Linked DNA regions of Zea mays: region 1 is linked to region 2. Evidence: chromatin contacts called from public Hi-C data. All regions are on one chromosome and are shown on one strand. Each heading gives the region's core, a stretch centred on a gene start, on an enhancer-like site or on the middle of the called end of the contact. The rest is flanking DNA. Distances are from core to core; before and after follow the strand shown. Region 1 holds the start of LOC103653663 (polyadenylate-binding protein RBP47). Region 2 holds the start of LOC100382524.

Evidence for each region. A called contact is a pair of places that touch in the nucleus more often than the background predicts.
Region 1: a contact with region 2 is called in a Hi-C map of tassel, with 4 times the contacts expected there. The contact joins the promoter of LOC103653663 here to the promoter of LOC100382524 in region 2. A contact is called at or near these places in 3 of 25 Hi-C or Micro-C datasets (leaf, root tip and tassel) and 1 of 3 datasets of contacts at active chromatin or transcription factors (leaf).

What each region holds. Positions count from the first base shown.
Region 1 is chr4:127,778,120-127,784,237 of Zm-B73-REFERENCE-NAM-5.0, forward strand. It overlaps LOC103653663 (polyadenylate-binding protein RBP47), which reads left to right and starts at 4,483. Exons shown (of 6, transcript XM_008680491.2): 1 at 4,483-5,007; 2 at 5,581-6,034. The coding sequence starts at 4,621.
Region 2 is chr4:127,240,420-127,246,383 of Zm-B73-REFERENCE-NAM-5.0, forward strand. LOC100382524 reads right to left here and starts at 4,613. Exons shown (of 9, transcript NM_001361654.1): 1 at 4,228-4,613; 2 at 3,598-3,769. The coding sequence starts at 4,476.

The sequences.
Region 1 (6,118 bases), core at 3,233-5,732, 540 kb after region 2:
AAAAAGCTTCGTCAGATGTGGCCCTAGTGGACTTAGCTTGACAGGAAAAGATTCAGTCATTACCTTTAAAATTTCTTCCACATCGGCAACAGGAGGTGTTGAAGGAGCTTCATCCTCAATATCAGTCGTTTTTCGCTTCAGAGCCGTAGCTTTCCTTTTCTTCGAAGCAGCTATCTTCGGCTCAGGGCTTAATTTTCTTTTCTTCAAAGTTTCTTCATCCTTTTTCACCAATTTAGCAGCTTCTTTATCCAGGACGCTAGCAACTTTTTTCTTTTTTGTCCTTCGACACCTATGTCCAATCGCTCATAGTCAGGATACTCAAAATTCAGGGCATCCATCACTCGGTTCAACCTTCGCTTCGGTCGAGTGCCGAAGGCTGCAGTCATTAATTGATCTTCTTTTTTAGAATAGTTGCCAAGGATCTCATTGCACATAACTTCAATCGTGTCTAACCATTCTTGGCAAGGTTCTTTGAAGTGTTTCTTGAATTTATAGTAATAGGGCAACCGAACAAGTTCCTTCCTTTTCTTTTCCCCTTTGAGCTTCGGCATGTCCCATTCTTTCAAAGTTGGGAATACTCTAAAAGCTAAGAATTCTTGCACTAGATCCCTAGTACCAATGTGCTCTGCAATAACTCGAAATTCGCCCAGTGCAATTTGGCATGGACTCTCCGGTTTCATGTCGCACCGAGGCCTAGTCTCTCCGAAGATTAATTCTAATGGGCTTTGAACCAGCTTCTCCTTTTTCTCATCAACTTTGACATAAAACCATTCAGTCTTCCAGCCAGCTGGCCATTTGGTATGATAGCTGATAACTAGAGACTTCACATCTTTGCGATAAGCAAAACTGTAGCAGCCGGAGTTCTCGTGCAGCCCATCTTCTCTAGCTTTTGTCTGATAATGAAGCTCATGTGCCCGACAGAAGCCTTCGGCAAGCGGTTCTACCCCCTGGCTTCGGAGAGCCTAGATGTAGACTCTAAGCCTAACGATGGCGTTAGGAGTTAGCTGATGAAGATAAATCCCAAACTTCCCCAAAACATCCACAATCATCTCATTCAAAGGAAATCTTAATCCTGTTTTAAAGAAGCTTTTAAAGACTACCACCTCATCCTTTTCTGGCTTCGGAGTAATTTCCTCTCCGCCAAAGCGAATCAGCTTCTTTTTGGCTTCACTAAAATAGCCTAACTTCATCAACTTAGGCATATCATCTTCGGTAACAGTGGACCTCCCAAACTCCAGGTGGCTGGGTTTAGATGGCACAACACTGTAATCATCTTCAGATTCACCTTCCTCAACACCAACCTGCTCAGCTTCAGCGGTAGGCGCAGCTTCGTCAGAAACATCCTCCGGCACTACCAGCCCCGACCGTTTCATCACTTCGGAAATCGGAGTGGTTTCAGTAGCTTTGGCTTCTTCTCCGTCACGTGTAACCCTGGCAGTGGAACGTACCCTTGCCATTTGACGATGAATTTTTGATGAAGTTGTTGACTTTTTTAATTTTCCCGAAGCTCCTCCACTTGTGACGAAGCAAAACCAACAGCGGTGCTTCGGTTGAGTGCGATGAACAAGCTTTGGCTATGGTCAAATTTTTGGCAGCAAAACAGTGCAATAGCAATGAATGCTGTGGTAACTTCACACTTACCCGTCTGTTTATATAGTGCCGCAGGTGGGAAGGTGAATCGTCAAGTCTTCCGCACCGGACGAACAGTTGCCCGCACCCACTGAATGGTGGGCCACAGAACCCGAGAAGGTGAATCGCCAGGACGCGCGTACTCGTTGCATGGTGGGACCATTTCACGCTCGGAATATTGTGATCGTTTCTCGGCAACGAGCTTAGGGAAGGTGTTTTCGGACCTTCGGCTCTCCGAAGCATGGGAGACTTTTTCACGGATCAAGCTCGTTACGAAAAACGATCTAGCACCGCGAAGGGGCTACTGTTGGGGGTATGCTTCGTCGCCGAAGATCCTGTAAGAAGAAACACCTTCACCAGATGCTCTCAAAAGCAGTGTCGAAGCTATCATCCATAAAGCTTCGGCATAGTGGCATGTCTCAAGACGAAGGATTGCACCGACTTAAAGATGAAATGACTGATTGATCCATGAGAGTCTGTGTCATAATCGTAATCTTTTGTAAAGGGCATGAATGTAATATCTCACAGGTTGTGCCCTGTGCCTATAAATAAATGAACAATACCCCGTACTGTTCACACTGACTTGTATTCATTCGCACGTCACACTCGGATTCTCACCTTCTGTCAAGCCGAAGGTATAAATGTAATTCAATATTATCCATGTTTATTCATGATTATATAATAAAAATGTCTGAATGATATCATATGATTATTCATGTTTTGTATGTGTCATATGATCCTGCTTTCCATTGTATATTGAGATGATGAAGGTACGTCCTTCATGACCTTCGTCTGAAGATCATTATATCCTAAGGGAAATAATGCTTCGAAGGACGAAGGTCTTTAATCATTAACTTTTGTGTTGCCTTGTTCTTAATTCATAGCATTTGAGAACAAGTCCCCAACAGAACCCATACCAAATCACCATGTTCTAATTTTAGCTCCTTCCTACCTTTACTAGTAGCAATGCAATACTTTCGTTCATCTTTTCAATTTGCAACTGAGTTGTTTCATGCAACTTAAGTATAAATACAAAACATTGTGTAGCATTTGTAGAAAATGGTGACGCCTAAGAGGGGGTGAATTAGGACTTCTAAAAACTTCTTTCTTAACTAGGCCACAAAATAAACCTTAGAACAAAACCTATGTAAATAAGCAATCTAGAATGTGCAAACTAAGTTTTGTCTATGTGTTGCTATCTCTACCACAAAAGGAGTTATGCAACCTAAGTTCCAATCCTTTATATTATACACTAAGAAGAGTAGAGATTGCAACTTAAGTAGAGAGAGAGAGAGTAAATGCGGAAGATTAAAGAGCTAGTAGAGAAAGCATAGGTTTTGTTCTAAGGTTAGTTAGACCGTTATTGCTCTTTTGCTCTAGGTGATTAGCGTAGGTATTTTGCGAAGTGCTTTAGGTTAGTTAGACTACTATTGCGCTTTTGCTCTAGGTTGTTCCAAGTTAGTTAAGTGAGTTTAAAATAGTAAAAAAGTATCCTAGTCACTTTTAGCTCCTAAGGAGGAGCTAAACTTTAGTCAATTTGCTTTAACTCTTGGATCAAAACAAGCCTTTAGACGAATTTATAAGGGAGTTTAGGCTACTATCATGTTATGCTATATCTGGTTACTGAAAATTACATTACCGCATGTTATATAAATATATAATATATTATTTATGTGGATAGTTCTAAGAAATATTATAATCATTTTCATCTTATTGTGTTTGTTCCATTTCATATTAAATTAGCAACATGGTAGTATATATACTAAAATGGATTGTGTCTATATGCAAGCATTAAATACCTTGCAAACAGTTAAATAAATAACCTATTGTATACTAGCATATAGTCCGTGCTAACGCTATGATCCCAGAGATGGAGGAGAGAGGTCGACGATGACGAGGGGGAATGAGTGATGATGTAAGATCCAAATAATATTGTACATGGATTTGAGTAAGAGAGAAGATGTTATCCATCGATCTGAATCGTTGGTTTTGATTTTGTGTTAAGTATGATGTAATTTGTTTGGTGGATATAATGGATGATATGATTGTGTGGATGATTTGATTCTGTGTTTTGTAAAGTTTAAACTGGTGAATTATATAGTGCTATAGATATATGGTCTGTTTGGTTCAACTTTTTTCTGACCAACTTTTATGAGAATCTGGCTGTGAGAAGAATCTGATTGTGGAGAGAATTTGATTATCGTTAGAATTATGTGCGGAGGAAGATGAATATATTCATAGGGTTCAGGATCTAGAAAGTAATGGATTCCTACTATTACAATAACTCGACGAATTATGTGTTTATATTGATTTTGGATAGTTTTTAACAAATCAAGTTTTATAAAAGTTGGGTATTTGGTATTCAACATCAACTTTTGGTGGCCAGAACTTATGAAAAGCTGAAACAATCATGACCATAGTTACGTGTTATAATCTAAAGACTAGCTTCGTCCATAGATTATACATGCCCAAACGTCATGCTAATTACTTTCACGTAATCTGCTACTGAAATTAATGATTTTGTAGCATTCCATGTTTTTTAATGCGACTGGTTCCAAATCTACAGACAGTCACTTCAAGTCCAGTTACCGGCCCAGCCTATTATTGCCTGGTAACTGAGCCACATTTCGTCCAGAAATAGCAAAACATCAGCCGCATGCCCGCATATCCACAAAAGTAGCAGCAGCGCCAGCGGCCAGCCGCCAGCGCACCACCCCATTCGACCATTCCCTAAAATCTCCTACTCCGTACCCTACCGGGCCCATGCGTCAGTGTCTTCAACGCCCACCCATCGAACGGCCGCGCCATCGCGAAATCCTAGATCGCACGGCCGAGATCTCTCAGCAACGACATATAAAAATGTAGCGTCAGCCTCTGCGCACGAGCTCTCTCCTCTCTTTCCGCCTCCATCCGACCACCCCCGCGAGCTTCGACAGTTCGACACACGCGGCCGCCCCTTCCCGGCTCCAGCCACACCCCCCGGAGGCGGCGATGCAGATGGCAGCGGCAGTTGCCCCCACCGACGCCCCGGCCTCGGCGTCTGCGGCGGCGGCGCCCTCCCGCCCCCACGCGCACGCCGCGGCAGCGGTGGCGGCCGCGTCGCCTCACCCGCACGCACTGCATCCGCATCACCATATGCCGCAACCGCGGTGGGTGGTCATCCCATACCCTCCTCCACACCATCCCATGGTGGCCGCGCCGCCGCCACCTTCTCTGCAGTTTGTGAAGCATTTTACGCCGCCGTCCTCGGTAACACCGCCGCCGCCGACTGGATCCGGCGGGAACGGGGGCGAGGATAACCGGACCATCTGGGTGGGCGACCTGCAGTACTGGATGGACGAAAACTATCTTCACAGCTGCTTCGGCTCTAGCGGCGAGGTTCCTTCTCTCTCACAGAGCCTGCTCCTCCTCTGATCCAGCATTATCCGTACTGGATCTCTCGAATCCAGCTAGGTTTATTCCATGGCTTAGTGTTGATTCGTCTATACTGTGCTGTAACAGGCTTAGTGGCGTAGTTTTGCGGCAAATCCTGGTTTGGTAACGAAAAAGGAATATGTGATATTATTCTGTTGAATTGTGTTGGTAAGGTAGCAACGTAGTCACATTCTCAGTTAAGGCTACTGTATTTGATCTAAATGGATTATCACTTTAATATATTGTTCACGAATGTCTGTGTTTCTTTGAGAGACTTGCTCTACCACTAACTATCTTTTATTCCATTCATTACTGATTGCCAATTAGCTAGTTATCTGCTATTGTGTTGTTATAAGGTAGTGAAGTCATCAGTTTTTCAGTTAAGACCACTATGTTTGGCTTAAATGGTTTACCCTTTTCTTTGCTGCATCAAGTAAGATTTTGTTGTCTTTTCTTTGAGAGATTTGCTCCATCATTACGTTACCATTTTCTCCATGCGTTACTAATTGCTGTATCACTATTCATCTGCTATTGTAGGTGGTGAATATTAAAGTCATTCGCAATAGACACTCGGGAGTTTCTGAGGGTTATGGTTTTATAGAGTTTTATACTCACGTTTCAGCAGAGAAGGCACTGCAGAATTTTTCTGGTCACGTAATGCCTAATACTGACCGGGCTTTTAAGTTAAACTGGGCATCATATAGTATGGGAGAAAAACGCTCGGAAATTTCGTCTGATCACTCGATATTTGTTGGCGATTTGGCTGTTGATGTTACTGATGCGATGTTGCTGGAACTTTTTTCTAACAAATACCGATCGGTGAAAGGAGCTAAAGTTATTATTGATGCAAACACAGGCCGTTCTAGAGGCTACGGCTTTGTTAGGTTTGGAGATGATAATGACAAAATTCATGCAATGACTGAAATGAATGGTGTTTACTGTTCCACAAGACCAATTCGTGTAGGACCAGCGACTCCTAGAAGATCTCAAGGTATTTCCAGAATTGAAGTTTTTTATTTAGGCTGTGACTCCAGTTACTATTTTACAAATCTATAATGCTTTTTTCCATATTCCA
Region 2 (5,964 bases), core at 3,363-5,862:
GACGGCACGACTCTAACGTACGACGACTTCACCATCAAGTACGCCCACTTCGAGGGAGTTGGGGGAGTAGGCAACTCTTCTTCATCGAGCAGATCTACCCTAGTCCCCAAGTCTCCAACTCCCACGCCATGCTCTCCAGCCACGACTCTGACTACAACGAACTCTTCACCACCACGCACTCCAGCACCGACGGTAATACCTTCGAGCCCGTCCACTCTGACACCAGGTCGTGTGGATCACAACCCGATGGAGCTCGTTACCCCACTCTCCCACGACGAGGAGCGCACAACGCGTACCATGACGGCGAGCCGTTGCGGTATCATACGGTGCAAGACCTTCTCATCGACCCGTCGATGTCGGGCCTGACGTCTCGTGATATGGCGGCGGAGTTACATCATGCGTGCGACGACGGCGAGCCTCGGTCTTTAGCGAAGGCCGAGAGACACGCGGCATGGCATGTCGCGATGAAGTCGGACATGGGTGTGGTTGAGATAAACCGCACCTAGGAGCTCACTGACCTCCCTCGTGGTCACCGCATGATCACCCTTAAGTGGGTGTTCAAATTGAAGAGAGATGAAGCCGATGCCATCATCAAGCACAAGGCTCGCTTGGTGGCACGCGGTTTCTTGCAGCAGGAGGGGATCAACTTCGACGATGCCTTCACTCCCGTGGCATGGATGGAATCCGTGCACCTCCTCGCGCTGCCAGCCCAGGAGGGCTGGCCTGTTCATCACATGGATGTCAAGTCGGTGTTTCTTAACGACTTAAAGGAGGTCTACGTCCAACAGCCACCAGGATTTGCAACCTCTGGCAAGGACGCCCTCTATGGCTTGCGACAGGCACCGAGGGCGTAGAATGCCAAGCTTAGTAACCGGGAACAAGGAACTTGGCCACATTCCTCGTTCCGGGAACATTCGTTCCGTTCCGGGAACGTGGGAACAATCTCGATCCAGTAGTGTTAAATCCTAGTTTTAGTAGCGTACCGCGTTCCCGTTCCTCGATCCCATCGATCCGGGAACCTGGTTACTAAGATGCTAAGTTGGATTCCACACTAAAGGGGATGGGCTTCAAGACAAGCCCGCACGAGGCGGCCACCTACCGGCAGGGCAATGTTAGAAATGCCCTGTTGGTGGGTGTCTACGCCGACGACCTGGTGATCACTGGCACTAAGGATGCAGAGGTGACAGCGTTTAAGGAAGAGATGAAGGCCACCTCCCAGATGAGTGACCTGGAGCATCTCTCCTTCTACCTGGGGAATGGGATCGAGGATTCGAGGTGCACCAGGGTGACTCCGGGATCACACTTCGTCAGACCGCCTACGCCAAGTGCGTCGTTGAGCTGGCTGGGCTCATCGGCTGCAACTCAGCTCTCACTCCGATGGAGGAGAGGCTGAAGCTGAGCCACGACAGCACACGGAGGAGGTGGACGCTACGCAGTACCAATGTCTTGTGGGGAGTCTTCGCTACCTCGTCCACACACGACCGGACTTGGCATACTCCGTCGGCTACGTTAGTCGGTTCCTTCAGCGACTGACGACGGAGCACGATCAAGCTGTGAAGAGGATCATCCGCTATGTTGCGGGGACTCTCGACCACGATCTCCACTACCTGAGGTGCCCTAGGGAGGCACAGCTTGTCGGGTACAGCGACAGTGACCATGCCAGCAACATCGACACTAGCAAGAGCACGAGCAGAATTCTCTTCTTCCTCGGCAAATGCCTCATTAGCTAGCAGTCGGTCAAGCAGCAGGTGGTGGCCATGTCCAGCTGCGAGGCCGAGTACATAGCGGCCCCACCGCTTCAACTCAGGCGCTCTGGCTTGCTCGACTACTTGGTGCCTTGGCAGCTTGAGCAGCGATGGAACTTAGGGTGGATAGCCAGTCCACTCTGGCCTTGGCCAAGAAACTCGTGTTCCATGAACGGAGCAAACACATCCGGGTGAGGTACTACTTCATCCGAGACTGTTTGACATAAGGGAGCATCAAGACATGCTACATCAGTACCAAGGATTAGCTTGTGGACCAACTCACCAAGCCCCTTAGGAGGATCAAGTTCCTTGAGCTTTGCTCCAAGTCTGGGATGGCTCAACTTTCTCACAAGACAACGCACAAGACTTAAGGGTAGAATGATGAAATAAGTCTTATAGCCTTTGTGGAGGACTACAATTAGGACAGACTACAGTTAGTACAACACCTTTAGCATCTAAGGACAGCATCTGCAGTTAGGACAGCACCTTTAGCATCTAAGGACAGCATCTTTGCTGTTAGGACAGTACCTTTAGCATCTGTGTAATCCAGCCTTTGATGGACAGCACCTTTGTAGTCTTAGAGAAACAACATCTCTGTATGTGTAGCATCTCTAGGAGCACCTTAGTGTATGCTCGGCAGCCCTTAGAGATATAAATATGTAACCCCAACCCTTAGAAGGGTATGGCATTGTGTAGTGTGTGGGGAATAAACAAGAAAAATTGCTCCAACTCATAGTGTCATCCTCTCGATTAGAGTAAGAGTCTCGTTGCTTACACTTGTGAACAGATCTTCGGTGGTTGATATCAAAGGAGCACTCATAGCTCAAGTCCTTGTTGATTATCTTTCAATCTGGATTTGGTGGATGGAATGGTGTTGCAGCCTGAAATTCCTGACCGACATATTTGGAAGTCATCCTCTTCTAGAGCTTATTCTTGTAAATCAGCCTATCAAGCGATGTTTATAGGAACCATTCAGTTTTCTCCATGGAGAAAAATCTAGAAAAGTTGGGCTCTAGCAAATTGCAAGTTCTTTGCTTGGTTGGCTATCAACAATAGGTGCTAGACCTCAAATAGGTTGGCTAAGCGAGGGCTGCCCCATCAGCCAGCATGCCGGTTTTGTGATTAGGCGGAGGAAACCATTCAGCATATTCTATTCTCCTGTGTGCTGTCCAGAGAAGTTTGGGAAAGGATTTTGAGGAAACTCAACCTTAACATGGTTCCACGCCCCGATGCCTCTAGCCGGTTCTGGTCCTGATGGAGTAAGGCAGCAGCTGCTATCCCCAAAGAGTTTAAAAAAGGGTTCAATTCCTTGGCCATCTTGGTCACTTGCGAGTTGTGGAAGCACAGAAAACGCTTGCGTGTTCAATGGTGCTCATCCTTGGACTCAAACGATTTAGGCTCAAGTGACCGCTGATTCCCATATGTGGTGCCTGGCTGGGGCTTCTAACCCCATGAAGCTCCTCCTATGGGAGGCTCCTACCCATTAGGCTGGTGTGGCCTAGAGTGGTCTTAGGGTGGTTGTGTTCAGTTGTTGTGTAGTGTGTTTCAAGTGTGTTGGGGGTGTTATAACCCCCATTGTAACAAATTATTTTCTTCCTTAATGAAATGACACACAGTTCTCCTGCGTTGTTCTAAAAAATAGATTTTAGATATGTGCTACACGAATATGTTGTGTATGTATGACAGTGGCGATAGACACAATAACATCCGAAATTATGATATCAGATCTCAATCTTATTTATGTTGTCTCTACAAGATAACAGACAAGGAAAAGAACCTAGACAGATAGACAAGTTCATCGACACAATAAATAGATATTAATCGATGGTGCATTAGTTTTTGTATCACACACCTTTAGTCTGGAAATCTTTATCCGTTTTAACGAATGCAGCAACCAGCGCTCTTGGGAGTGCAGCAAGCCAGTCTTCCCTGTTGAGATCAGCAGGGACCGCGTTCAAGATGTTGTTCAAGAGATTCTCTTTGGTGTAAATTGCGGCCCCGTTCCCATTGTGCCCATCAAACAGCTGTAACATGAAGACAGCGCTTAGAAATAGGGCTTGTTTGGTGATCCAAGCTCAAGCATGCATTTTCCTATATAAACACTTTTAACCACCTACGTTGGCGTAGAAGGAGCATCGCATGAAGGCATTCCTTTATGGGTTACCCTTCTTTTATACATCGATGCGAGTAGACCGTGAAGGGTTGTCATGGATGTTCCATACCAAGGATAAGTGAAATGCGACCCAAAATGGCAAAATCAGAGCTCCTGTTCCGCACGAGACGAATCCTAATTGCCGACACCCACATATCCCAAATACGAAATTCACCCTGAAACCTATAATATTTGGCGCACCCTAGCCGATCGTTCATCGCCACCCCACCTAGATGCCTCCAGGCATGGCAGCGATCCACGTGACGCCAGATCGGGGGCAGCGATCGCGATGGGAGGGGATAGAGAGAGAGAACGGGGGGCTGCGCTTACGCCGAAGGCGGAGAAGGAGGAGGACGGGACGCCGGGGACGCGCTCGCATTCGAGCTTGAGGAATGTGAAGTCCTCGCCTTTCTTGGCCTGGCTGAAGAGGCCCGAGTGCAGCTCCGGTCGCTCCGATGCGGTGCGCTCGCTGGCCACCTCCCGCCTCAGCAGCAAGGCCAGCGGCACCGCGGCGCCTCCCCCTGCGCTGCTGCCGCCACCGGTGCTCCCGCCGCTCGTAGACCCCGAGCGTGAAGACATCTCCCTGCCAGGCCGCCGCTGCAACTACCGCCGCGGCGCCGAATCCAGTGTGCAGGCCAGCGAGCGAGGCGGGCGGTCCCCGTGCCTCTCACCCCTTTTGGTGGTGGAGGCGAGAAGAGAGGAGGGTGGTGGTGGAGGTGGTGCGAGGAAGAGGAAGAGAGGAGAGGGCGGTTGGATGGGTCACATGGGAGACGAGACGAGGAGAATTTGGACGAGTACGGGACGCGGAAATCCAGCCCGCCACGCGCATTACACAATTTCGGCAAAGGTAGGCAGGCCGATGAGGGGCCCCCGTTTTTTTTTTTCTTTGAAGGGCTCCAGCCTCCAGTTACAAAGGGCATGTTTGACTGTTTGAGACTCCACTGTGCTCTCGAGCTACAAATTTTCTCGTGTGGTTTAAGTAGTTAAGTGTGTGTTTGGTTACTGTATGCAAGGCACCTTTTCATCTAGGCAACAATTTGAGCCCAGCCGATGAAAATTCTACGCCTGGAAAGTATTGTTTGGCCTAGGCAAATTTTCAGACTGCAAACCAAGCATACCCTAAGTCATACGCGTGCAAAGTCTAAGTTTTTGCATGGTTGTGGGGAAACAGTTAGCAGTTCGTTTTCTCAAAGCTTGGCTGTGCGCAGCACAAGACGAGCTATTTTCCTTTGTGGCTGGTGGCTCGCGCGGGAAGGTGAAACCTCCGCACGCGCTCAGTATCGACGAATCCTCTCGTACTTAAGCTGATTTCGTTGTGTGTCCTTCCTTACTCTTTGAGCTCGTTGCCCTCATTCCTCTCTCGTGAGATACCGGTGGTGCTGAGCAGTGGTGTGTGGTGCCGGCGACCTCCATCGGTGGCCTTCGACTCTGTTCGCCCAACTTCGAGACTCGTCGGCGTGACGCTGCTCCAGCGACTGCAAGGACTCCGAGCTGTTGGACTTCTTCCTCTCCTCTTCGTCCCCATCTGCTCCCCCACCATGCCGATCGGCTTCCTCTACTTTCAGATCTGATTCCTCTCTATTGCAACGACCTCGAACCCAAGGTGAAATTCACCCGCAATCTTCTATTTTTCCTGGTCCCTGATTCTGTTAGGGTTTCCTTCAATACATATTGTTCTTGATTTGTTCTAGCCTATTTTGGTTGATTTGAGGATGTCCTATCTACTTTGTTATGCTAGGTATAGTTGTTGCGAGTTTGTTTTTCATGTGGTTAGCTTGGAATTTTTACATGAAATGGTCAATGATGTTGTCCTATGTGCACCTAGAGGCCTCATCTTGATGATACAGTTGTGCTCTTTGTTTGTGTAAGGAAAATGGACTCGGGCCGTTTGGCTCAAAAGGTTTTCATGTTTGATGATCAACATAACATGTGGACTAATATGTTTGCTAATGCTTATGTTTATAGGATGCGAAGAGGATTGAACTAAGACACTAAGGATGCAACACCTTAAAAGAAGACATAAAAGATGTGTAGAAGCCCAAGTCTCAAGAAGAAAAGAAGCCCAAA